Linked DNA regions of Mus musculus: regions 1 and 3 are each linked to region 2. A link is a contact called in public ChIA-PET data. All regions are on one chromosome and are shown on one strand. The core of a region is the stretch at or near the end of the contact, and the rest is flanking DNA. Distances in the headings are between cores, read along the strand shown.

Region 1 (2,700 bases), core at 174-2,673, 200 kb before region 2:
CCCCATGTCCTTCCCAGTCGCCCTCAGAGAAGAGCTACAGGGCCAGAGACAGGGCCTCCGAGGCATTCACACACCTTCTCAGGGACCATAAAAGGGCCAGGAGCACAGGAAGGAGGCCCTTGCACCTGCCATCCTGAAGGGGCCACAGGCCCTCAGGGCATGAGGAGCAGAAGTGACCTGAGGCACTTGGGCAGCAAGGCAAGGAAGGAGTCAGCAGCAACACAGAGGCCAGAGAGAGCCCTGCCCAGGCTTCCCCACTGCCTAGTCAAAGGGTGAGAGCCCCAGGATGAAGAGAGACCCTCCTGGTCCAGGAGCAGGGTCATCCATCCTCTGTTCTGAAGGATCTGGCTTTGTTTGGTTTTAAGGCAGGGTCTCACTGGAGCTCACTGTGTAGACCGGCCTGGCCTTGAGCTCACAGAGACCCACCTGCCACAGCCTCCCAAGTATTAGGATTAATGGCATGTGCTACCGTGCCTATCTAAAAATCTTAGGTTTTAATTTTTTTTTTTAAAGAATGTATTTATTTTATGTTAGTACATGTCACTGTCTTCAGACACACCATAAGAAGGCATCAGGTCACATTCCAGATGGTTTTGAGTCACCATGTGGTTGCTGGGAATTGAACTCAGGACCAACGGAAGAAGAGTCAGTGCTCTTAACCTCTGAGCCATCTCTCCAGCCCCAGTTTTTAATTTTGATACCAGCTTTTCTTTGTACAAGTAATGAATGAATAAATACCTTATCATAGTTCAGCAGTTGCCCAGTTGTTTCTTGCTAATCCTCTCCCCACCCTGTGGAGCAGCGGCAGGGTCGGGCAAGGACGTCCCACAGGCTGTAGGAGGGGGATGAGAAACTGGCCATTGTCCTATACAAGGAGGCCACCAGGACTCAAGTGTGGCAGAAGAAAGGAAGGTCACAGGGACACATCCCTCGTGACAGGTCTGAAGGCTGTCCACACTGTTGGTCCCCAGAAGGGGACACTCAGAGACCTAGGGTCATGGTGGAGGCGGGAGGTGCCTGTTGTAAGTCTGATGTGGGATGGAAGGAATGATAAGACACCCAGACTCCAGCCATGCCAGACCTGGAGGAGATTCCTAGGGCCTTCACTTTAATGCCACACTCCCCATATACACAGCCACCTCCCATTTCACATCTGGACACCTTGTCCACTCCAGCTATAGCCTGTTCTGTCCCTTTCTGGGCTCTGGGGTCTGCCTTCAACCTAGGAAACTAGACTTGTCTTCCAGAGTTACTGCTGAGTGGGGTCCCTGCTCCTCCCTGGGGCCCCTTAGGTTGTTCTCTCTGGAGTGGCAGCTTCCACATTGCAGGCCTGTGTTCTTTCGCCCTCTAGTGGAGGAGAAGGTGAAGGAGCAGCTGGAGGCAGCCAAGCCAGAGCCTGTCATTGAGGAAGTGGTGAGTCCCTGGGAGGCCCCTCCCTGCTGGGGCTGCTTCCTTCTCTGACTGTCTCTGTTCCCACCCTACTGCCTTCCTGGCCTGCCGACATTTTTCTGCCTCTGTGCCCTGGCTCTCCGCTCCCCCTGAGGCTGGGCCTTGGCCCTGATGAGTTGTCTCCTTTCTCCCTAGGACCTGGCCAACCTGGCACCCCGGAAACCTGATTGGTGAGTGTTGGGGGGTGGGGGTGATAGTGTTTGGTGCATGTCACAGGCCTCAGCTGGGAGGACAGCCAAGGGACAGGTAGGGACGAGCACTGCAAGCCCAGCTCTGCCCAAGAGAGTCAGGGCTAAGGGCTAAGTAAGGCATGGGTGATGGCTGAGAGTAAAGCGCTGAAGAGGGCCGAGGGATGAAAGAGCAGCCATCCTTTCAAGCCTCTTCTGTAGGGGTGAAAAGTCCCCTGCTCTGGGCCATCTGAGTAGTGTCCCCTTTGTGCTCGGGATACTACAGGGAAGAAAGCAGATGGACAGTCAGATAGGGCTTACGTCTCTGTTTTAACTGTAAAGTAGGGAACCCAATCTCTTCAAGCCCAGAAGCCTGGAAGCCCCTCTGAAAATGGGTGAGGGAAGGTGCTGTAGGCTGTAGGCATATCTCTCGGTGCCTTGTCCCAGAGGTCAGGGCTGTTTTCTGGTACCTGCAGATCTGTGGTTACAGATCTACCACAGTGCTTTAATTTGATGAAGCAGGCATGAGGTGTGTGCTGTAGGAACTGCAGCGCCAGAGAACTCGGGCCGAATTTAGGAATTCTGGAAGCCCCAGGAGTGGGGGTCGGAGGCTGTGGCAAGAGGTGGAATAGGGCTGGCAGTTGGCCACGGCAAGTTCCTCTCCGATGCCGACTTAGTGGGGACATAACAGGAGGATCCCAAGGAGCCAGCCACCATGTGTCTCAGTGTCCGCCTTGACTGGGTCTGTGGTACACATCCCCTTATCTCAGTGGAGCTGGGAAGAATGATGGGTCTTGGGGTCCAGAAGAGCAGAGCAGGCAGCATCTCAGGCAGCTGAGGATATAAATATCAAAGCACTGCAGGAGGATCTCAGGGCCACACCACGAAAGCCCTTAGCTTCTCAGTTTCCCCTCTTTCCTGTTCCAGGGATCTCAAGAGAGATGTGGCCAAGAAGCTAGAGAAGCTAGAAAAGCGGACCCAGAGAGCCATCGCGGAGCTGATCCGTAAGTGCCGGCTGCCCCGTGGGCTGGGTCCTGCCCTCAGGACAGTGGCTTCAGCACAGCCCTTTCCACTTGTTTGCTCT
Region 2 (2,700 bases), core at 84-2,583:
TCAAGAGGACAGGAGGAGTCTGGCCTGCCATTTCTTTCCTCACACTAATGCCTGGGTTTTCTGAGAGAGAGATCCCTCAACCCAGGGTTAGATGGAAGGAAGCAGGGCAGAAGCAAGCCAGGCATAGGTGCAAGGTGTAGCTTCTCCCAGAGAGAAGAGAAATCACAAAGTCTGAACAAAGGGGAACTGAGCGACAAGGCTGTGTGAGGCCAGCTGCCTCCCTCAGCTCCCAGGTTTGAAACAACAGGTGGTGTGGATAGACACTCCCAGGTGGTATGGAGATAGAGATAGTCAAGCCTGTAGTGATCCTGGGGGAAGTTGCTGGTGATGGGGATGGACGGATCTTGTCCTATCTATTCACTGAGGTGGTGACATTTTCCCTTGCTCTGTCATCACAAAAGGATCTCATCTTCACAGGAGCAAGGGGCATTTCCTTTATCTCTAGGATCTGGTTGTTCTCTGCACCTGTATCCCCCGAGGCCACAGGGCAGCAGAGTTGGGGTTGGATACCTGGTCTGGAGAAAGCGCTGGATGTGTGTAGCCCTGAGTTCAGGTCTCTGTGGGAGCAAGGACCACTGGTGGGAAGACAGCAGTCCTGTCTCTGTCCCAGATCCTTGGCCTGTTGCTCCCAGGCCTGCCTTCTAGGACAAGGTCTTCCTGACTACAAAACTGCTGTGATCTTCTAAGGACAGGGTTGGAGGGAAGGAGATAAGAGAGCTACCAAGGGATGAAAGAGATGCCTTAGATGTCAGGAGCTGCTGTTTCATTCTGTCAAAGATCTTTAATACCCTTCTCAGATGCTCATGCTAAACCCAGTGTGGCTCACAGTGGCTTACGCTGTCTGCAGATCAAGATGTCAAACTCTTAGCTCCTTCCCTAGTACCATGTCTGCCTGTCTGTCACTGTGCTTCTCGCCGTGATGATAATGGACTTGACTTCTGAGATTGTAAGCCAGTCTCAAATACCTGTTTTCTTTTATAAGAGTTGCAGTGGTGATGGTGTCTCTCTACAGCAATAGAAACCCAAACTAGAACAGTGAAGAAGCAAGGGGTAGGAACTGTAGGGAGGCTGTTTTCCATTGGCCTTCAGTTTATGTATCTATTTTGAGTAGAGGCTCTGACTGCCCTTATTCCAGGTGATCACTATGACCGATATGATCAGTAACTTCAAAAGTTGCAGATTATCTTGGGAAGTGCATCTCTTCCATTTCCAGCCCCACTGGACACTGCTTCCTCACCGCATCTTACTAGAACAATTCTTTCTCTACGACTCCAGTTCTTACCCCACAACTCACCCCTCATCCTTCCTGCTAGCGCTTACCATGCTGTTGATACTGTGGGTTACCCCACAACACACCTACCATTTTGCAGCTCAGCTACTCCAACCACTTGGTAAATCAGCCTCAATTTGACAGCTGCCCTCAAGGCAGCCTGTGGGCTCCTGGAGAATCTGCATGGAGCCAGTTTTCAAGAACTTGGAGCATGGGCACATGTGACTCTGGGTTCAGGTGGGCACTGCTGGCATGGACTCACCGTGGGAAAGTTCTAGAAGCCCCACACCCTATGACCTCCCCCATTCTATGGAAATGTTTGGAGAATTAGGAAAGCTTCCTGGTCAGGAAGGGACCTTACAAAAGGACCTTCTAAAGTTTAGCCACGAACTGCAGCCTGCTTCATGTTGACTAACTCGGTGCTAAGCTGGCTCTCTGCTAAGAGAGAGGAAACACGTGGTATGTCATTCAGCAACTCAGCCTGATCTGAATGAGGGTATTATGGAGGCAGCTCTCATAAAACATAGTGCTGTGCTGTATGCAAACCTTCCACTCATTTGCCTAACAGATCGGCCTTGTGTCTCATCACGTGAATGCTGTTCCCATCCCTAGGGGCTGTTCCAGATGCTGTGTGGCCCACATTCAGTCTCAAAACCCTATGTGATAGGCTTCTCATGTCCCTGGTCTTCTCAATTTGTCTCTTTCCATACAAAGACCAGGTAGCTGCAACCTTCCCTTCATGTCCCTTCCAGAATTGTATTGCTCAATGTCTCCAGAAGCTGGCTATCACGTCCACTAGGCATATTAATTCAATTACTTTTGCACACAGGAAACAGAAGGAAGCATCTACGGCTCGTCTCCAGGGTATCAAGTTTTCCAGCAGCAACAGCTAGGACTGTTGAGATCCCTGTGAGGATAGCACATTGATGGGCCAGGATTGACATGGAGGCTAATTTACCCACCAGGGCTCTATTTACAGCTTAAATGAACCATTTATGTGTTAGGTACACAAACAGAGAGAAAGAGAGAGAGACAGAGACAGAGACAGAGAGACAGAGAAAGACAAAGAGACAGAGAAACAGAGAGTCAGAGAGAGGCAGAGACAGACAGAGAGAGACAGAGAAAGAGGCAGAGAAACAGAGAAAGAAAGAGATAGAGAGGGACACACACAGAAGGAGAGGCACAGAGAGAGAGAGATGGAGAGAAAGAGAGAGAGAGAGAATAGACAAATACAGGGAGAGACACAAAGACAGGGAGAGACACAGAGACACAGAGAGATATAGTGAGAGACAAAAGTAGAGACACAGAGACAGAAATGACAAAGAGAGCTACAAAGATGGAGTTTATTTGCAAACTAAAGTCTACATGTGAGAGAAAGCATATATATTTCTCTTTTTCAGTCTGTCTACCCCCCCCTCCCCTCCAGTAAT
Region 3 (2,700 bases), core at 118-2,617, 150 kb after region 2:
CAGAACGGCAGGGGAAGCAGGAAACACAGGTTTGAAAGTGCCAGGTTTAGGAAGTAGATGTTCCCCAGATTCTTGAGTCCTTTGTATTTCACCAAGATAAACACCGCCAGCACGTTGTCCAAGAGACCCACCGCAAACACCGCGCAGCAGAACTGCAGCACCTGCTGGGGGGAGAGGAACTCGGGGGCCGGAACTTGGTCCGGCCCACTGTTGTCCAGGTAGTCGTCTAAGATTAGGACATCATATTCATCGTCCGGGGCCACTGTGTAGTTATCCATCGGAGGCTGTCCTGTGGGGAAACCAGAGGTCATGATTCCCCTCCATCCGACAGCCAAAGACTGAAAGTAACTATGCCCCCACCCCCCACCCCAGCGTGGGCGGCCGTACTCAAATCTCCTCATTAAGCACCCAGGGACCACGCTGCTAATGTGACAGAAACTGCCTGGTACAGAAAGAGTCAGGGACGTTAAAGCCACTTAAGTTCTTTGGTTGAAACGAGACTCTACGTGGGAGATAGGATCTAAGAAAACAAAGAGTTAAAAACAACCAGAGACTGGCTTAAGCTTCAGAAGTTGGTGCCCGCCTACTTCCCAGATGTTTAAAACAGTTTCTTACCTTGCTCACCGGACAAAACAGCGTCGTTTGAGGCAGGTTGCTTGATATTTTTTCTCTCAAGGGATATAAACAGATGTTTGCAAAAGTGAAACTGCGCTGGTCAAGCACGAGGACAAGCTGGCGAGATAAAGATAACCGTTTGACTGAGTTCCCAAGGGTGGGGAAGGGTGCAGCCCCATGATCTACCATCCAGGGGGCTGTGGGAACAGTGGGGTCAGAGAAACACCACTTCCTTCTGAACAGACTGGTCATGACCCGGAGAAGCCAGAGAAGGCACTGTTTATTCCTCTGAGGCTCTCCCGTCCAGACACAGCTTTCACGGGCCAGCTGGAATCAAGTTCTGAAAGCCTCTCTCAGGAGCTTCTGTCAGCCGCAGAGAAATTGAGAAGTTGTTTTCATCTCTCCCTCTCCCGGTATCCCAAGTTTGACTTCTCTGTACCTCTTAGCCAGCTGTCCTCCAGGCTGCCTCGGATAAGGACACTAACCCACGCCTGCTTCCAGTGATAATCAGAGTGTGATGTCAGAAGCCGAGACGCACCACCCCACCCCCTGGCTTCTGACATAAGTTCCCTGAGTAGATAACAGTTTCCAGAGTACAAACGTGTCCATACTCACCAGAGAACATGGAAGCAAGTGGTATCAGTCGGGAAGGAGGTTGGGGACAGAGCTGGACAGAAAAGGAGCGCTGCTAAATGCAAGTCTGGTGTGAGCATTCCTACGTCAGAAAGCAAAGAGTGTTGCAAGCAGCTGGAAGGAAGCAGTTGATGCTGGGACACTTGATGTAGCTGACCCCGCTCAGGGGAAGCCCCGGGGGAAAGTCCTGTGTGAGGACGTGTGGGACACGGTCAGGTGGACTGTGAGGAGGGGAGACTTGGTTTCCAATGGAGAATGGGGATGAAGAAAGGAATTGGACAGTTGCCTGGTCTTGGAGTGGAAGGGAGTGGGCGGGAGGAGAAGGATGCTGGTTAAAGATGGGTATTTCAAGAAGAAGAAGAAGAACTTCAAAGAGTTGGGGGGGAGGGGCGGGAAGCATGTGTAAACTGCCCTCAGGCCCACGACTCTGTGTAGCTATGGCTGACCTAATCTGGGGACTAGGTGATGTCTGTGATTTAGGCACATCCTTTGCATTATCAGCATGTGAAACGGAAAGTGTAACTATAAAAACAGAAATAGGTAATGAAGAGACCAATAAGAAAACAGAAAGAAAAGAGCCCAGATAAACATGAGTGAACATTAAGCCCCGAGCATCCTGGAAGCTAGGACAGAAAATGAAACTCACCCTGGAGCAGGGAGAACCCAGAACGGAGGCACTTCCTAATAAGGTCTCTCCTCCCCCAGTAGGGGGTATCTATGCATGAGTGGGAATCTCCAGGTCCCAGGATGCCCTGTCTACCCGTGGACATGGCTACAGTCCAGGGTCCCCTGAGCTGTCAGCCTCCTGAGATCTCTCCCTTCTGCAGCTAGATGTCCCGGAGCCACACCATGACACCTGGCCTGTGAGTAAGGGAAGTGGTTCATAGTTCAGTCCTAGACAGGAGGCAGACTCACAAGCATTCACAGTGCTCATTAGATGCGTAAGGGGTGGAGGTGGTAGTCGGTCCCCTATATGCTTTCTGTGCTTTGTGTTACACCCTGATGGTAAACTAAAATCTCTCCAGGAAAAGGACAGGTCTGTAAATTCAAGATCGCTCCGACTTCTCTCGTCGTGTGGCCCTAACTTCCAGTATTGCTTGATTTTGGTCTGATTCCCAGCATTTGCCTGTCCACATTCAGGCCATAGGATTATTTTTTTTCCAAATTAGCATACAAAAGAAAGTATTTCATTATGGCATATTCATGCATATGTGCCACTATTCGTTGTTCTTATTCATCCCTAACCCTTTCCCTGCCCCTTCTTGTTGGTCATCTTTCTACCCCATGACTGTTTCTCCTTCTGCTTTCATGTCACATGTATCCCATCATAACTTTTCTCTTGTTCTTTGCCTAAGATCCCTTCCTCCCCCATCATGGCCTCCTTTCTCATCTTATCAGTCTCTCTCTCTCTCTCTCTCTCTCTCTCTCTCCCTCTCTCTCTGAGACACACAC

Evidence for each region. ChIA-PET counts read pairs in DNA pulled down with a chosen protein or histone mark.
Region 1: a contact with region 2 is called in an RNA polymerase II ChIA-PET map of memory CD8 T cells, with 10 read pairs. The contact joins two enhancer-like sites. A contact is called at or near these places in 5 of 115 datasets of contacts at active chromatin or transcription factors (bone marrow-derived macrophages, craniofacial prominence, double positive thymocytes and 2 more).
Region 3: an RNA polymerase II ChIA-PET map of memory CD8 T cells shows a contact between it and region 2, with 21 read pairs. The contact joins the promoter of Ccrl2 here to the enhancer-like site in region 2. A contact is called at or near these places in 5 of 39 promoter capture datasets (embryonic stem cells, liver, macrophages and 1 more), 3 of 484 Hi-C or Micro-C datasets (Sertoli cells, pancreatic cancer cells and stem cell-derived epiblast-like cells), 1 of 115 datasets of contacts at active chromatin or transcription factors (memory CD8 T cells) and 4 of 9 other capture datasets (adipose tissue, embryonic stem cells, liver and 1 more).

Annotation. Positions count from the first base shown.
Region 1 is chr9:110,708,543-110,711,242 of GRCm38.p6, forward strand. It overlaps Ccdc12 (coiled-coil domain containing 12), which reads left to right. Exons shown (of 7, transcript NM_028312.3): 4 at 1,352-1,413; 5 at 1,585-1,619; 6 at 2,544-2,620. Among named protein-coding and RNA genes, the nearest start is that of Gm35775, 32 kb to the right of the region's middle. Within about 2 kb of position 1,424, at least 207 of the 459 cell types and tissues checked have an H3K27ac peak or open chromatin away from gene starts, as enhancers often do. A contact at or near this core is called in double positive thymocytes and memory CD8 T cells, where this site is marked.
Region 2 is chr9:110,907,983-110,910,682 of GRCm38.p6, forward strand. No RefSeq gene overlaps it. Among named protein-coding and RNA genes, the nearest start is that of Fam240a, 7.6 kb to the right of the region's middle. Within about 2 kb of position 1,334, at least 33 of the 459 cell types and tissues checked have an H3K27ac peak or open chromatin away from gene starts, as enhancers often do. A contact at or near this core is called in double positive thymocytes and memory CD8 T cells, where this site is marked.
Region 3 is chr9:111,056,151-111,058,850 of GRCm38.p6, forward strand. Ccrl2 (chemokine (C-C motif) receptor-like 2) reads right to left here and starts at 1,368. Exons shown (of 3, transcript NM_001302376.1): 1 at 1,231-1,368; 2 at 616-732; 3 at 1-289. The coding sequence starts at 278.